Linked DNA regions of Bombyx mori: region 1 is linked to region 2. A link is a contact called in public Hi-C data. All regions are on one chromosome and are shown on one strand. The core of a region is the stretch at or near the end of the contact, and the rest is flanking DNA. Distances in the headings are between cores, read along the strand shown. Region 1 holds the start of LOC693075 (translation initiation factor 5A). Region 2 overlaps Apkc (atypical protein kinase C).

Region 1 (3,930 bases), core at 290-2,789, 48 kb before region 2:
CGGGTACAGGATGGTATTTAGGGCCCTACCAGGACTCATAGCTATCGAACATCGTAGCTACGACAATCGACAGTGACAGGTCCAGTCTGACAACAGCGACGCAGCGTTGCTTCGTGATAATAGGGCTGATAATAGGGCCTTTGTAACTATACTTGAGACCTTAGAACTTCTATCTCAAGGTGGGTGGCGCATTTACGTTGTGGATGTCTATGGGCTCCAGTAACCACTTAACACCAGGTGGGCTGTGAGCTCGTCCACCGATCTAAGCAATAAAAAAAAGTGTGTGCTCCGCCGTGTCGCTTCACGAGTATGTTCTTATGATCTTTCTCGGTGGTAGGGTCCTGATGCCACACTGGTAGATACCACCCCAAATGTTATTTACTAGCTGTGACTCACAGCTTCGCGCGTTATCTAGGGAAAGTGTCAATAATTTTATCCTAAAGATAATAAAACTATTTCCCGTCGCAATTAGGTGTTTTTTCGAGATAAAAGATACATAAGTCACAGAACAAAACTTAGCTTTAAAAAAAAAAAAAATTATACTTAATTTTTTTCCCGGGCACTTTAAAGTAATTACAATATTGTAATAACATACTTCAATATTTTCACTCCCACAATTGAGATTATTAACTATTAATAAAATATAACATCCCATATCATTTTGAAATTCGTGAAATAACTGCTGTTGAGCTGAACTGTAGAGAAATATTATTTTATCCTTTCTCTTTTTTCGTGGAAATATTGAATTAATATTGCTATTCATAGCATACGCTCCAAAAACATTATCCATCCGGATCTTCTTAGTGAGTCGGGATTCTGATCCGGTGGTAGATTCTGCGAACTAATCTTGCTAGGGCCAGTGTCAGCAAGCTCTCTGAGGTTGAGCCCCGAGATTTCACCTACCTGCCAGAGAGTAGTTGGAATAGGTAGAGAAAAAACAATATCCTCTTTAAGCAGTTGGTTAAAAAGTAGAAAACAAAATTTGGACCAAGTATTTATATATGTAGCGTATAGTGCCATCTAGCAAGAAAAAACCTAAACATTAATGCGAAGATTTTACACACTACTTAATTTTTTTGTAATTTATTATTTTGCAATTATATTTTGAACTATTTGTAGATTTTTTCTGTAATAGACTTAGTAAAAGCTTAAAATTTATTTTAGTTTCGTCTTTTAATTATATTTTTTATCTGTGTGCAAATTACTAGATAACGCGGCGCCATCTGTGAATTAATATTAAAACGACATTTGACACTTATGCTAAAACAGCTCCACAGAGAGGAACATAGGTATTGAATTTGATTGCAAAACAATTAAGTTTTGCAAAAGCATTCAGATTCGAAACTCTTAATTGAAATGTTTTCCTTTAACAGTAATTTTGTTCATAAATTGAATAATAAAAAATATATTTTCTTTACATTTTAAAATTGCCGCCATCTGTCAGCAACATATCCGCCATTTTGTGAACCCCGCGACAGGAAGTGACTGTTGTAGGTGCTACGCAGGCGCAAATTGACCTTTCGGTTGAAGAACCCGTCGGTCACATGTGAGTGTCGATAAATATCTTAGTTTTATTGTGAAGCTTTAATAAATAGTTATCTTTTTGATTTTGTAAGTATTTTTAATGGTGAACTTAAATATGTGAAAGTGCTGCGTTGCCACCGTGTGAAATTTGTGTAAATAATAAAAAACGTATGTGTCGCGGCGCCGGCACGTTTGTCATATTGTAACTTTTCATTGTATCTGTTTTGAAATGTTGATGAAGTATAAATAATTTGTGGCACTTCATTGTCCTTTTTATATGTGTAGATGAAAATATCTATGTTTTTCGAAATGTGTGCTAACAAGAAACGGATACCCAATGTGCCCCTTTTCCGAAGCCACATGTGAGGAGACCACACTACACGGCTTTATAGAGTCCAATAAGGATATTCCCAGCTTAATTTCACTCAATAAATCTTGCTATTTGTATTATCTGATCGTTGTTCGTATTTCTTTGGATATCTTTGGGTTATCATGTTTTCTTCTGGGTTCGATAGGTGGGGTTAGGCAACGTACGATTTTGAAAAAAGTGCACAAGCGCAGCGGGGACCTATTGCAGTCTGTATTATTACTTGTGTTGTATGCACTAGACATTTCGCGTTGATCCTCGGAGTGACTGTGAGTAAGTTTAATGACTCACTTCTTGTTGTTGGATTGGATATATTTATCTAATTGCTTCTTTTACATACACGAATATTGTGGAAGGTCCTTATTGATAATTGCTTTTCAAACATATGATTACATATGCTTCGGTGTTTTCGAGTCTAGGATGTGTCTAGATTAATGTCTTCTAGAGCCTAATGTAATATTAATAGATTTAATTGACTTCCATGATAATCTTATCTGAGTCTGAGGTTTCCTTTCCTGTTCACATGTCTGCTTTCTTAGCAGATTTGAACTTATTTCACCTGTCATCTATTGATAATATTTTTCTAAAATGGTGATGTTTATGAGCCTACAACTAAAAATACCATTATTGCATTTTATTCATCAGTATCAAAGCTTTATTTCTATAGATTGTAGTAATGAACATTGAGGTGTAATTGAAACAGCTGTTTGTATATAATGCCAGTGATGTAGATGCTATTCTAGTCTTGTTAATGTCAATGGACAGTCTATATTGTTTTGTTTTTCAGGTGTTTTACATAATAAGTAAAATCAACTAATATTTATCATTTTCAACTGTTTTGAAGCAATCTTAATTAAATGATTATGAAAGCTTAAAAATAAAGATAAAAAGATTGTTTAATCAGTGGTCTCACCACATTCCATTCATTCGAATCATGTTTATTAGAAATAGAAAAAATAATTAAAATCGTAAAAAATTTAATCATTTTACTTTCAACATTATTGAAAATGTACCATGTGCTTTCACACGTAAACAAAGAGAACCTAAGTTCAATGACATAAAAGTCAATAGCCTAACTAACTGTAATATTAAACACTACTAGTCTGATTATGAATCACAGTTCAACTGATTTTTTGATGCTTTTTTTTATGTCAAATGAGAATGTCCCTTTCATCTATCAGACTGCAATTATTGCAACATTGAAGACAGGCAGCCATTGCTTGTGTATTTTACTTTTCATTTTCCACTTCAGTTATCCTATTATTTAAACTAAGAAATGTTTATATAATAATGATTAAAGACTGCAGTTTTTCATTTAATAAATGCATGTTAAAACAGATCATATATTGGTTATAAAAAGTTCTAAATAAATCAATTAAAATAACAAACTTATTTAGAAGTTCCTATAATTATAATATTCTTACAAATATTTGTTATTAAAAATATTATTGCATTGTCATTTCAACAGATCATTCCTGACCGTTGTTAAATTCAAAACACAACAATGGGTGACATCGAAGACACACACTTTGAGACCGGAGACTCCGGGGCCTCAGCCACCTTCCCCATGCAATGTTCGGCCCTGCGTAAAAATGGTTTCGTTATGCTGAAGGGTCGTCCATGCAAGATTGTTGAAATGTCCACATCCAAAACCGGAAAGCACGGCCACGCTAAAGTTCACTTGGTTGGGATTGATATCTTCAATGGTAAAAAGTAAGTAATTCAGTAATTTTAGTAATGCAGCATTTGAATTTGTAATACAAAACCAAGGCTTGTGACAGGTACCAAAAGCTAAATTCATACCCAATACATGTTCACGAAACTACTTCCATAGCATTCACTGTGTGATCAGGAGAAATAATATTTGAAAAAAATGTAGCCTGGAAATAATTTACAAATTTGTCTGTCTGCTTATTGCAGTCAAATAATTGCATTAAGTATAGTAAAACACTAAAATGCGCGTACTTCGAGTTCAATACTATGGAAGTTTGACGATGATTACTTACTGCTCCCTTAGTCCATCACTTAACTCATCGCCT
Region 2 (3,782 bases), core at 273-2,772:
ATTATAATAGAATAAGCTCTGTTAACAAATGGTTGCTTGCAGATATAGTCAGAAGGTAGTTGTAAAATTAAAATTACAAATGAACAACCCTCAAATATCTAAAATAAAATTGCCGTTGTTCTAAAATAGTGTCGTTAAGCAGTTTTTTTTGTCTACCTATTCTAATAACCTCGAGGGGTTATTCTAGATTCACCGAGCTAGTAGGTGAGCTAACGGCGCTCAAACCGAAAGTGTTGCTAACGCTGACTCTAGCAAGAACAGTGCTTCGCTGAATCTACCACCGGATCGGAAACGCGACCCACTGAGAAGATCCGGCGAGAAACTCAGTGGGCTGTGTATGGGTCAATTTACTTCGTCGAACCCTTCGTCGCAAGCGACCGGTTCGGTGAGGACGGTGACCGGTGTTTGAGGTACCTAAAAGTACCGATAATGGATTGGGAGGATCCGTAATGACGTGGTTATGCAGTGCTATTTTTATTTTCTACCTGTTCACTAGTAGCCTAAAGAGCTATTCCTGCTTATTGCGGATGGATAGGTGAGCTCACGGGCTCAACCTAAGAGAATTTGCTAACACTAGCCTTAGCCAAGAGCATTGCTTCCCAGAATCTACCACCGGATTGGAATCGCGACCCACTGATAATATACAGTGGAGGAGAAACTCAGTGGACTGGGGTGATTTCAACGATGTGACTGATCTCGTGGCTTAAGGAGAGAGGCGGAATTCACTGTATCTAATGTGTAGATTCTGGTAGACTTTAAACATTAAGAGCACCGTGAACTTGGCTGGCCAGACCAATAATAAACAAACAACGGTCGATTTCATGTTTGCCGAAATAATATTTTCAGAAATCATTATCATAACAAATTGTGAAAAGGGAAATTTCTTCCATTCGTCTCTCGGTAAATTTGAAATTTGCTCTTCGTGCGGCGGCATTTGCATAAATGAATATTTTCGTGTCAAATACATAATTTATTCTTAAGTGTCTTTGTGGTGAAATTAGAGGAACCTTTGTCGTAATGAATTGAATCGGCTATTATGTGTTTTCGCCACGAGCACGAAGTTCAAGAACGGTGACGTCATAATACCGTTAGTGAAAAGGGTCACGTGACTCGGGAGAAAACTGTAAAAGAAACGAAAGATTAAATGTGTAGAATACGGTTTACCAAAGTTTCCTCAAAAGCAATTCGTTAAACCGCGTTGAAACATGTTTTCCTTATAGCTTGGGCTTGATTCCGCGCATCTGCACAATATTATTCTTTGGCCAATAGTACCGGGTACACCTCATATATTGTTCACTTATCGGTTCCATTCTGCACATTCTGTATGTTTACCCGGCCGGGCGTACTTTTGCCATAAAATCCTTATCTGCCCGCATTGCGAATCCGGTTGCGGCCATTTCCATATTCAGATTGGCGTTTCGACGACGGATATTTCTGATTTTTTTTTTCTCTCTATATCTGTTGTCCGTGATCAGTAGGCGGCCAGTCACGTCCGTTCGGGATACTCTCTGGGTAATGTTTCTGTGTTGGCTTTGTTTCTTTATCCGCTATTGTTCGGTTCTTCGATGTTGCTTTAGTGGAGTTTCAATTGTGTCTTTGGACAGATTTTATTTACGAAATAATTAGCTACGTCCATTCAATGATATGTGATGTTTTGTTGGACGCGTGGCTAATTCATTAGGCGGAAGTTTTTAAATGTGTACCCGGTAATTGCAAGTTTCATTTTTATTCCTTTGTGTTCCGGTCTATCCTACCACAAAGAATGGCATAGAAATAAGCAATTTTAAGAATACGGTTTATCCAATCAAACATTTAAATTTTTCTGATTTGAAACAAGTTTGAAAATATGAATGAAAGCAAAATTTCTTGTGATTTATGATTTCTTACACATCACCTCCATTATTCTGTTTATATTAGTGACGAAACAGCACAATAGCCGATGATAGCCACTTCAACACAAGGATCTACAGCAAGAGACTACAGCAAAAAAAAGTTAATAAAAATTGCTATGTAGCCAGTAGGTGTTTGAAACTGTAACTTCGCTCGTTCATTATTGTATGTTAAATGGAGAAAAATCATTATGTATTATATTGCATTTTTACAAATTGGAAGCAAATTGGCGGAAATAAACTAACATCTTGGTTTGTTGAAAGTCGTCTGCAAATATAGCAGAATGAGATCTACTCAAGATTTGTTTGTAAGTAAGGCTTTGTATATATTGTAATTTTTTTCTTTCTTGTCTCATAACAATTTTAGTGTATAAAAATTGCTTTAAGCATAGGTTTTTGTTTTGCGTGAAATTTAAGTATTCGACCCGCATATTTGTTGAGGCAAGTCTTGTGTGCTTTTTTATTTTTTAATTTATTGCTTAGATGTGTGGACGAGCCCATAGTCCACCTGGTGTTAAGCGGTTAGTGGAGCCCATAGACATCTACAACGTAAATGCGCCACCCACCTTGAGATATAAGTTCTAAGGTCTCAAGTATAGTTACAGCGGCTGCCCCTACCCTTCAAACTGAAACGCATTACTGCATCACGGCAGAAATAGGTGGGGTGGTGGTACCTACCCGCACGGACTCAAAAGAGGTCCTACCAGTAAAGTCGTTTGCTGTCGTCAAAGTGCACCGAAAGAAATAGCGCATGTATTTCACTTCCATCCCAAACATGCAATCAGCAAAAAATTGACGAATCCCTCGTGCTAGACAGACATAAAGAACAATGCACCACCGGTTTGAACGATTACAGTGATTTTAATTATTGTCTAAATTTTCACCACCTGCTATTCAAATTTAGATAAATATGAAAACAGATTAGAAGTATGAGAAGTAGAAAAAAAAATCGTACGAAATAAATACAAAATATATACGAAACATCTCGTAATCAAATTCTCAACCTAACCGTCGATTTAGCTCGTTCTAAACAAACGAATGTGCACAAACCTCAACTCAGCGTACACTCGGAACCGTGTGCAAATAAAACGGAAACATCCCAAACTTGTATGCAAACAAAGACCGGGTAACTTAGACTAATAAAGTACAAACACTGCGGGACGATGTTGGCGCCCACCGTGGTACACTTGTACCCTTCGAATCTTCGCTGTCTCCGCGCAATTAGGGATATTTTAATTAACTTTATGAACAAACGACTATACAGAATCCTATTCTGTTAATTGAATAGGTGGCTCCGCCCGAATGGTACTCCGTTTGTTTGTAAAGGCCATTTATTTAATACCTCCCGCCCGCTTGCGCGTTAATTGATATTGCCGTCAATATACGGCATTTAAGTCGCTAGTATTCATAAATTTATAAAAAACGTTTGTTCATTGATCGTTACGTCAATTACAATGCACACGTTAAATTGGCTTTTAATTTGATTAGTTACATGCATAGCTTCCGTTCATCGATTTCCTGTATATTCTCACGTTTTTTTGTTTATACCAAATGTATCGGAAAAATTAAGACGAATGTTTTCCAATTCGTTTTATTAAGGAAATGAAATATCATTTTATCTGATTCGAGCCTCATATAGTCGCGGTCCCTTCTTCATCTCATCTTAAGACGGTAACAGCCTCCAATGTTTTTGTTGAACATTTCCTTATAGGCATAAATTCTGATAGAAACGTAGCACGGAGACGCCTCCATACGTGCCCTGAATGTGTAGTTATTCATCCCGAACACCCGAGTTATATTACCGTAGCATTATTCATAGAAATGTCAACTCGTATTTATGTGTGTTTTGCACGCGTTCGTTCTCTGATACAATCGTCATAAGCTGATGATCTT

Evidence for each region. Hi-C and Micro-C count contacts between places; a contact is called where the count stands out from the background.
Region 1: a Hi-C map of middle silk gland shows a contact between it and region 2, with 2.7 times the contacts expected there. The contact joins the promoter of LOC693075 here to the enhancer-like site in region 2. A contact is called at or near these places in 2 of 7 Hi-C or Micro-C datasets (middle silk gland and midgut).

Annotation. Positions count from the first base shown.
Region 1 is chr3:2,890,451-2,894,380 of ASM3026992v2, reverse strand. It overlaps LOC693075 (translation initiation factor 5A), which reads left to right and starts at 1,539. Exons shown (of 4, transcript NM_001044073.1): 1 at 1,539-1,611; 2 at 3,360-3,604. The coding sequence starts at 3,396.
Region 2 is chr3:2,842,736-2,846,517 of ASM3026992v2, reverse strand. The region is part of intron 3 of Apkc (atypical protein kinase C); the gene reads left to right. Among protein-coding and RNA genes, the nearest start is that of Apkc, 7.7 kb to the left of the region's middle. Within about 2 kb of position 1,522, at least 4 of the 8 cell types and tissues checked have open chromatin away from gene starts, as enhancers often do.